2 separate regions of the Sus scrofa genome follow, and region 1 is linked to region 2. Evidence: chromatin contacts called from public promoter capture Hi-C data. All regions are on one chromosome and are shown on one strand. The core of a region is the stretch at or near the end of the contact, and the rest is flanking DNA. Distances in the headings are between cores, read along the strand shown.

What was found. Promoter capture Hi-C pulls out the DNA fragments that hold promoters and counts their contacts.
Region 1: a promoter capture Hi-C map of liver shows a contact between it and region 2, with 2.1 times the contacts expected there. The contact joins the promoter of MCRS1 here to the promoter of KMT2D in region 2. A contact is called at or near these places in 1 of 5 promoter capture datasets (liver) and 1 of 47 Hi-C or Micro-C datasets (heart right ventricle).

The regions. Positions count from the first base shown.
Region 1 is chr5:15,523,719-15,528,652 of Sscrofa11.1, reverse strand. It overlaps MCRS1 (microspherule protein 1), which reads left to right and starts at 2,086. Exons shown (of 13, transcript XR_002343937.1): 1 at 2,086-2,231; 2 at 3,419-3,859; 3 at 4,048-4,186; 4 at 4,531-4,669.
Region 2 is chr5:15,089,779-15,094,756 of Sscrofa11.1, reverse strand. It overlaps KMT2D (histone-lysine N-methyltransferase 2D), which reads left to right and starts at 3,135. Exons shown (of 56, transcript XM_021091593.1): 1 at 3,135-4,725. RHEBL1 (GTPase RhebL1) reads left to right here. Exons shown (of 7, transcript XM_021091594.1): 7 at 1-359.

The DNA.
Region 1 (4,934 bases), core at 837-3,336, 430 kb before region 2:
GAAACGAATCCAACTAGTATCCATGAGGATGCAGGTTCGATCCCTGTCCTCACTCAGTGGGTCGATGATCTGGCATTGCTGTGAGCTGTGGTGAAGGTTGCAGATGTCGCTGGGATCCTGAGTTGCTGTGGCTGTGGTGTAGGCCAACAGCTGTATCTCCAGTGCAACCCCTAGCCTGGGAACTCCCATATGCCTTAGGCGTGGCCCTAAAACGCCAAAAAAAAAAAAAAAAAGATCAAAATCCATACCATACACTACAAACTACAAGGGATATGATCTACCCTGATGACCACTCTGTTCTCATGTCTCTCCATCTTTTTCTTGCTCATCCTTCCTGTCCCTCAAACTCACCAAACTCTTTTTTTTTTTTTTTTTGCTATTTCTTGGGCCGCTCCCGCGGCATATGGAGGTTCCCAGGCTAGGGGTCCAATTGGAGCTGTAGCCACTGGCCTACGCCAGAGCCACAGCAACACGGGATCCGAGCTGCGTCTGTGACCCCCACCACAGCTCACGGCAACGCCGGATCCCTAACCCACTGAGCAAGGCCAGGGATCGAACCCGCAACCTCATGGTTCCTAGTCGGATTCGTTAACCACTGCGCCACGATGGGAACTCCACCAAACTCTTTTCTGCTTTGGAGCTATGCTGTCCCCTCTGACCAGGTCATCTTACCCCAGCTCTTTGCCTAATTGGTCCCTCAACAACTGTCACCTCCTTAGAGACCTCACCTAGTATAGCTATTATGCTATATCTAATATAGTCCATCACACCTTGTATCAGAAAACTCACAATCTTTCAGGGGAGATAAAACAGGTTAATACTCATTAAGCAAGATCACAACTGAAGAGGGGACTCTTGAAGCAGAGGGATACCATACACTGTCAGGGCTGGAAGGGCTAGCCTCCCATCTGACACTTGAATCCCCTGGCAGTGTCAATTATCAGAGTATGCTTGACACCTCCACTAAAGGGACCACCTTAGCTGGTAGACAGCTTTGGAATTGTATCTCTCTTATTCTGAGCCACAGTATGTTTCTCTAGAGCTACTACACTTATGTGCCCCTCCAAGGAAGTATAAAACAAATAGAAACCCTCTTTTCGAGGGCAGTCCTTTCTGGTTTCTCAAGGCAGATCTCACACCCCCAAACTCCCAACATTTGCTATAGGTTTGTCCTCCCATCCCAAGATTCTAGAGCACTCTCCTCTGAAGGTGCTTCTGTTGGTCATCTTGCCTCCCAGGGCCCATAACTGCCTCCAGCAATCCAGGTGGGGTTGGGCTGATGGAACCAACTGAGCCCCAGTTCTTCTCCTAGGGCCTCTACCTTCTAGGAGAATGGCACACGGACTTCCACCCGTTCCTTAAACATCACCTCCCGGCCTATGTCATACGCCACATCTCTCCAGCTCGTCAACATCATCTCCCTGTACTGTGCCTAGCACAGACCCTCTCACAGAGTAGTTTCTCTAAAACATCTCACAATCTCTAATTGGTCCTGGGAAACTATCAAAGAGTCATAGATCTCTCAGGCTGCAGGATTAGGAAGCCGAAATTTAGCCTGGCTCCCGGCCCCACCCTCGGGCCAGCCCCTCCCGAAGTTGTCCCACCTCCTAGTCGATCTCACCCCTCAGGCTATTCCACCCCGTTTACCTATCTGTCTGTCCATCTCTCTATCTACCTATTTATTTTTAGGGCCGCACCTGCAGCTTATGGAAGTTCCCAGGCTAGGGGTCGAATGGGAGCTGCAGCTGCCGGCCTACGCCACACCCACAGCAACACCAGATCCGAGCCGGTCTGCAAACTACACCGCAGCTCCCGGCTACGCAGGATCCTTAACCCACTAAACGAGGCCGGAGCTGGACCTCGCATCCTCGTGGATACCAGTCGGGTTCTTAACCCAGGTTCTTAGCCTGCTGAGCCACAACAGGGAACTCCCGTTTTTCCCTTTAATTGTTTCCTCCAACCAGGTAACCTCTCTGACGCCTATAACCCCTGTTGTCTCCCTATTTGCTGTCCCAATTGGGAACGCTTTTAAGTTCGTCTATTAACGAAACGTGACTCCTTCGCTGCCGTGGCCACGCCCCCTTACTCACGTGGCCCGGGCAAGCCGGAAGGGGTTGCGCAGCCCCTAGTTCCTAGCCCCGGAAGTAGACGAAGCTCACGGAAGCCGGCTTTGGCCCTGCGGCTGCTGCCGTCGCCGCGGAGAAATTGTTGGAGCTGGCAGCCTAGGAATGGTGAGACCTTGCGGTTCGCCTTTGGGGCTTCCGAACAGAGTTGAGGGTGAAATGGAGTTTCCCAGAGTGCCATCGGGGACGACCCCCCTCCCCCAGGTTTGGGGCCCCGCCCAGGTAGCGCCCCGAAAATCTGCGCATGCGTGGGCTGGATCGGACCAGAAGCTGGCCCGAGAAGTTACGCATGCGCAAAGGTGGCATGCCAAAGGTGGGGTGAGACTTGGCCTGGGAGTGGATTCCCTTCCCCCACCATCGGCCTGTGGGGCTTAAACCAAGGCTGCGAGACCTTCGGGGTTCACTCGGTGCTTTGCTTTTGAGTTGTAGGGCCGTCTTCATCGCCACCCCTATCCCGAGCCCCTGAAATAGACCTAGACTAACCTCCCCACCTTGGGTGTGCACTTGGGGTGAGAACAAGGCGCGGAGGGCAGAAGAAAGGGCGTCCAGACCCTGCCTCAGTTTACCTGCAGAATTGGGGCCCTTCACCCTTTCCCCAGGTGGCAAGATTCCCAGCCGTATCCACTGGAGCGGCGTGACGAGCGCACCTGGGGGCAGGGCCGGACGCTGCCGGAAGAGCCGCGCTGGTCAAAAGGGGCGGGACCCGCAAGCGGCGCGCCCTGAGTCTCCTCTACCTGAGCTCTCTGGGGGTTAGCGGAGGGCCTTCCAGGGCGGTTTGATATTTGCTCAGTTCCAAAACCGCTTTTTTTTAGCTCCCACGAGGTACCACCCACTAAATCTTCAGCCAGAGCTGCAAATGAAAAAAAAAGTGAGATGGATTCGTTGGAGTTCTGTCTCCCTTTCCTTGTCCCTGCTTTGGTCTGAGAGGGGAAGGGTGGTGCTGTTAGAGTTGAGTGGGCAGCTGACAAAAAGGAAGCCAAGAATCCCTCGTTTCTTGCTGCTTTATAGTCAAGGCCCTTACCCTAGGGGCTATGAGTAGAATTAGAGGGGTTTGTGAACACCCTAAAATGTGTAAATTTTCTAGGGTCCCTGCCTTTTGTCACTGACTCAGAGATGTTAGCGACCTTCAGAAGAGTACTGGTTTGTCAGGGTCGTTTTGGTAGAAGAGAGCCTGTGTGTCATCTCTTAGTGTCCTCCCTAGCTTACGGGGTCCTGGGGGACCTGTTCCAGTATAAAGGGGTGATGCTGGCCAGTTGGAAACCTGAGCCTCAGGGAGCCTCATTTCTCCTTTGCAGAATCTCCTTTCAGCCTCCAAGCTCACCTGGTCAGAATCCTTGGATGAGCCTGTGGGACCCTTCCTCCTAGCCTTGTGGTTTGGAACCAGTGGCTTTGGGACTGTAAGAGGATGGACAAAGGTAGTATGAGGCCGGGCCAGCTCCCCAAACGCTCGGGCGCCAAGCATCTGCTGATTCCACCCCGTGCCTGGCACGTGTGTCTTTCGGTCCTGGCTGGGCATTGCCACCTCCCCCTGGGCCAGCACCACCCACGTACCTCTCGGCAGAGGCCACAATTGACTGACTTGCTGTTGAGCTGCCGCTCTTTGGCATGGCTGCATTTTGATGGCAGAGGGAGCAGTTATGCCCAGAGCCCGGTGTGTCGGCATCACCAGTCTGACCTGAGCACCATGTGCTGCACGACATGACACGTGGCACCGGGAGAACTGCCCAGCGTGGAAGGTCTGGGCCCAGATGGGATCTGGATGGCCAAGGAACTCCCACCTTAAAACCTCAAGTGTCAGGGAAGCAAGGGCGGGGCCAAGAGGACTGGTAGGGGAAGTGGGGGGCTGAGGAGGGGTCCCATTGCAGAGGCTCAAGGCTCTGTTAGGTACGTAGGAGGCTTGCGTTCACTGCTTCTCTCTTTCTAGATTCTCAGGGGCTGCTAGATTCATCCCTGATGGCATCAGGCACTGCCAGCCGCTCAGAGGATGAGGAGTCGCTGGCAGGGCAGAAGCGGGCCTCCTCACAGGCCTTGGGCACCATCCCTAAACGGAGAAGCTCCTCCAGGTAATAAGAGTCAGAGGGCCAGAGACTGAGACCCCTGCATGCTCTCACCCCGATTGGGAATGGCTCCCTGAGCCCCTCTGGGGCCTAGGTGTTGGCAGAGCCTTGTGCTTTTCCTGTTCCTGCTAAATCCCTCCCCAGGGGACTGAGAGCGAGGGAGGGAGATCAAAGGTCTTTGACGTGGAATCTCTGTCCCATCAGAGGGATGGAGTCTGGCAGTTAGGCCCCATCCACTGAGCTGGAGCAGTTAGCACCCTGCCTGCTGGGGACCTGCTCTCTTTTGGAGGCTGGGAGTGTGTGAGTGGCTGCAGAGGCCTGGGGTGCTCACTGGGTAGGACTCTTCGCAGGTTCATCAAGAGGAAGAAGTTTGATGACGAGCTGGTGGAGAGCAGCCTGGCTAAGTCCTCTACCCGGGCGAAGGGGGCCAGTGGGGTGGAACCAGGGCGCTGTTCGGGGAGTGAGCCTTCCTCCAGTGAGAAGAAGAAGGTGAGGGACTGGGAGACATGGGCAGTGGGGAGAGAGCGGTGCCGGATTTCATGTCTTCCCTGCAACCCGCACCAGCTGGGAAGAACCCTGCAGAGGAGGCCTGTGAGAGGATCGGGCTGCCCCAGCCCCAGCCTCATATGCCTCCCTCCTGGGAGCCCACCTCTCGCTGCTCCCCCTTTCTTGCCGCACCCCCGCCGCCACCGTGTCAGTGCATCCTGTATCACATTCTGTGTGGGAGGCATGGAGCGTGCAGCTATTCTGGGAG
Region 2 (4,978 bases), core at 1,886-4,385:
GGGCCTCAGGACCTCACGGGTTTGGTTACCAGCTGTGTCCCTGGCCCTCTGGGCACACAGTGTGGTACCCTCATGTTTGCACACTTGCCCAGGCTCCCGTGGCCTGGCTGTCAATGTTTACAAAGGGGCAAGGATGTCTCACGGGCAGTGTCCTCTAGCCCTCTGTCTTTGCTAAGTAAATGAATTGTTATAACCTGTGGGATTGGGATTTGAGTCCTGGGCATTGTTTATTTAGGACCCAGTTGCCTAGGTAGGTTTTGGATGTTGGCTGGGTGAGGGGAGCTGGGGACTCCTGAAGTGGAGGTGACTCTCTGGAGTGACAATGTATATATGCAAATAAACTGAGAAATCCTTTTGTAGTTGACTTCTCTGTATCTGGGGAGAGTTCAATGCCAACAGCTCCTTTTCCAAGGAGTTGATGGCTATGGCCTTTGGTAGCGAATCAGGGCAAATGTTTTCTTCCTGCCTTGTTACCATTCCTTACCTCTTCCTCACTCATTCAGGACCATAACCCTAGGATCTCCTCCTCACCTTTCCCACTTTCCTTTTCTACTCCTTTCGCCCATACAGGTAACCTGTTGGCTGCCACTCCCTCCCAAATTTGTAGACGCTCACCATCCCCTTAACTACAGAAACACCACCCTCTAGTGGCCAGCTGCCACATGCTGACCTAGCTTCCCTCCTGGGGTCTTGGCATTTGCTGGAACTCAGAGAGGATAGGGTTTGGGCTGGAGGAAGAAAGACCCTAGTTCCTAATCATGTAAGAACAGTGAAGTAGTGAAAAGGCAGGGACTAAAGTGTTGTGAAGATTTTAGCTTTCTAAAGAGAGTCGAGTAAAGTAAGAAATAATGCCCTGGGAGTTTCCTGATGGCCCAGTGGGTTCAGAACCAAGCACAGTCACTGCTGTGGCTCAGGCCACTGCTGTGCTACAGGTTTGATCCTGGCCCTGGAATTTCCAAACACCCTGGAGCATGGCCAGAAAAAAAGAAAGAAAAGAGAAAGGAAGAAAAAAATGCCCCGATGTATATCAATCCCCACTCCCCACCCTCGTCTTCAATGCCTTTCATTAAAATGGATATTCTTGGAGTGCTTTTGTGGTGCAGCAGTTAGGGATCTGGAGTTGTCACTGCCGTGGTATGGTTCGATCCCTGGCCTGGGAACTTCCACATGCCTCAGACCCATAAAAGGGATGCTCTTTGCTCCTTTCATACCTTTCAAACATTTGAAGTTGTGCTACCTTTTTTAGGTGTCAAAGGCTAAGTTTGGTCCTACCCGGCCTCTACTCCCTACCCCCCCTGGTAGCCCTTGGGCCTAATTGGCCTAATACCTTCTCCAGGGATTTATAAGGATACTTGAATGGTAGCCTTCACAGGAAGGGCATACCTTTCCTGGCAACTTGAAGAACTTGAGGTACTCTGTCAATGCACTTAGTTGGGGAAAATGGACAAAATGTAGGTGGGGTTTTTAGCTGTGACCTTGTTATTGCCTGGCTCCAGACCAGCCAGCTAGTCTTACAGTTGGGGGTGATGGTATGTCACGCTGGTTTTCAGAAGTCCTGCCAGCTGCTTTTGGAGCTCTCATCCGGAATCTAAAAAGAAATAAGGGCTGCTGGAAGGAGCATATTCCAAAGAGCAATGTCTCAGAGGTTTAGGATTCTCTTTATGGTTGTCAGGTTGTCATCACCCTCTCTCCTTACACTAAAATGACGTCCTTTTGCACATGTGACCTGGAATTCTCATTATGGGTACCTACACTTCTGCTGTTATTTCCATAAGGTCTGAGATAGAATAACACATATCTGAGGTTTTCTAGAAGTGTATCAAACAATCTCAAGGCCTGATTAGTAGTAAAGGACAGTGGTTAATGGTTGGCTTGAAACAGTTACTCTTCCACTTAGCTCTGTGACCTTGGCCAGACACTTAACCTCTCTGAGCCTCTGAACCTCTCTGTTTCTCCTTTCTGAAGTGTAGTTAAAGCTTTCTCACAGGATTGAGGTGAAAATGAAACTGAAATGACATATGAAATGCCTAGGCATAGTTCCTTATATATAATAAACCCGTAAGAAATGTTTGCTGTCATGTTATTGGACGTCTTTTTGGTGAGGGTCTGGCCTGCCTGCCTGCCTCTGGATGAAGACAGTAGGGAGAGGCATTATATTTTCAAATTTCTGTCTCTTGGTGAACCTATTCCACTATATTTGGGATAGGTGTGGGGTCTCTGCTGGACTTTTTGGCTAAGTGCAGGGCACATGTCAGTGTGTGACTAGGACAGGACACGCCTTGTCCTGATCCCTCCTATAACTCTGGTCTAGGGATGTAGGTCTCCTGCACTGCCCAATATGGAAGCCACAAGTCACATATGCCTATTCAATTTAGTTTTAAAATTAAACAAATGAAAAGTTCCTTAGTTGCACCACCTACATTTCAAAGTGCCCAATAACTACATGTGGCTAAGCCATATTAATAGTGTAGATATAGTGCATTTCTATCAATGCAGAAAGTTCTATTGGATACCACTGCAAACCCTTTCCCACAAAACCAGCCCTGCACTTGATCTGCCTGCTTTTCTCCACATTTTAACACACACTCACCCCAGGAAAAACATTGATTTGAATCATGCATGGCTCAACTTCTCACTAGATGTGATTCGTTGGGCAATTTTACCTATTTTAGCCTCAGTCTCTTCATACAGCCATAGTTCCACGTAATTCATAACGAGGGTGAAGAATGAGAAGATATAAAGTATCTAGCACATTGTTAATTTGTCTCCTCTTATCCATGCCGTGGTTACAGCTAATGCAGAGAAGTTATTCCAACCCCTTTTCATCCAGACTAATGGGGGAGGGGTGCCTGCAAGTTGAGTGTTTTGGGATCTTGTCTAGAGTAACAGTATTCTGGCCAGGTAGCAGCAAGGCTCCAAGTTACATCTCCTCTGTTTACTAAAAAAGGGGACATAGGCCCTGAAGATCCGGAGAGAAAGACTAGAGGTGCGAGTAGGAGCACCCGGGAAACTCTACATTTATGTTTTGATGGGGGAGGTGATTGTGGGGGCACTAACAGTCCTCTTTCCTCTCGAGAGGGTTTGAGAGCCAGAAGGAACGACCAGGCACTCGATCCGCTTTCCTTTGGGCCCCCGAACGTGGCAGGAACCCACCCTTTGCAGCGCCAGGCGCCGTGCCTCACTTTCTCCATTTGCGGACTCCAGTTCCCAGGATGCAGAGCAGCGGCCAATCTCCTGGCTCTTCTTCCATCCCCCTCCCGGGGAAGATTGCCCCTGGCCGAGGCAAGGGGCAGTTGGAGTCTCAGGGGCCGAAAACTCCGGGAAAACGGAATTAGAAAGTGGCCAGAGCCCTAGTTTCACTAGCCGGGCGGTAAAAGAGGCAGTTCCAGGGCCGGGGCGAAGAGGAGGGGGGCTTCATTCCCACGTGTCTGCACAGCGGCCGGCCCGGCGCGGTCGGGGTTAACCATTGGCGGAGGGATCCCTCAGCGTGTGCGTAGAACTGCAGAGTCACAGCCTTTCCTCCGAGAGGGCTGGATCCCTCCGCCGCTCCGCTCCAACACAAAATAGGGCCGCGTCTTCTCCTTTCTCCCCCTTCTCAAGTGGGGTTCCCCAGGCAAAAGGGCCCCCAGGATCTCGCGCCGGAGGCTTCCTGAATCTCCACGACCGCTGCCGGGATCTCGGGCCAGGAAATAGCCCCTTCGCAGGAACCACCCTACCGGCCGAACAGGAGGCGGAGGGGGGGAGGCGGAGCGGCGCCGCGCTGCACTACTTTCCTCTCCGGTTGCAAATGGCTGCCTCGTTCCCCACTTTCCGCTCAGTTTCCTGACCCCCCGGCGCCGGGAGCCGGGGTTGGGCCATGCACCTCTAGGCCCCCCGCGATCACAGCCAGCCGGGGGTCGAGGGGGTGCCGCCGATCAGAGCCGGCCAGGCCGGGGGCGGGGCAGCTCCCGAGGCCAGAGGGAAAGGGAGGCGAGCGCAGGGCCTGGAGCGGCCGGAGGGGAGCGGGCAGAGGGCTCGCACCGCCCGCCCCTTCCTCTTCCTCGCCCACCTACCCTCCTCCCTTCCCGGGGGGGAGAAGAAGGTGGGGTGCTCGAAGCCGCCGAGGGCGAGCGTTCGGGGTCGAGGAGCCCGGCGCTGGGTGTGTGTCAGGTTCAGCCCCGCGGCCCCGCCGGCTCCGCGTCGCCGTAGCTCGCGCGGCCCCGGGGCGCCGGCCCGAGCGGAGAGAGGGGCTCGGCGCTCCTGCGAGGGTCTCACGTTCCATCCGGGCCCGGCGCGGGCCGGCGCGGCATTCCTTCCGGGCTGCTGGGGAGGCGCCTCGACGTTCCATCTGGAGAGCCTCGACGTTCCGCCCGAGCCCGGCGCGGGCGGCCGGGGCGCTGGCCCGGCCCTAGGACTGAAAGGCCGCCGGGCGACGCGGATGCGGAGCCTGCTCGCCCAAGATCAAAGCCACCGGTGCTCTCTTTGTGTCCGCTCGGGATTCACCGCCCTGGGGCTGTCCATGGAAACCTAAACTGCTGGAACCCGAGGCAGAGAACCCCTCTTTGGCTTCTTGCTTTTTTTGGGGGGGGAAGGGTGGCCACTCCGACCTGGATTTACCGTTCTTGGCCCCCCTAAGCCCCCCCGTGCGGGGGGCGGCTGTGATCGCTCTGGCGGTTGGAGGTCGGGGAGCGGCCCGGGCTCTGGCCATGTTCTCGGATGAGGATTTCTGGATCGCCCTGTGAAGAGGTGAGTGAAGTCCGCCCGGCCAGGGCCCAGAATGGGTTGGACTGGGGGCATAGCCAGATGGACTATCTTGGCCGGAGCTGGCCTGTAGGTTGGAGAAAGGGGTGCCAGAGCTGAGGAGGGTTCCTTTGGCAGGGTCTGTCAAGGGAACCTGAGCCAGTCGCCAGGGCAGAACGGAGGCCTGGTGTCTTGGGGTGTGCCTCTTTAAAGACTGGGGGTTTGGGGAACCACGGGAGTTTGGGAACCTGGCCAGAAA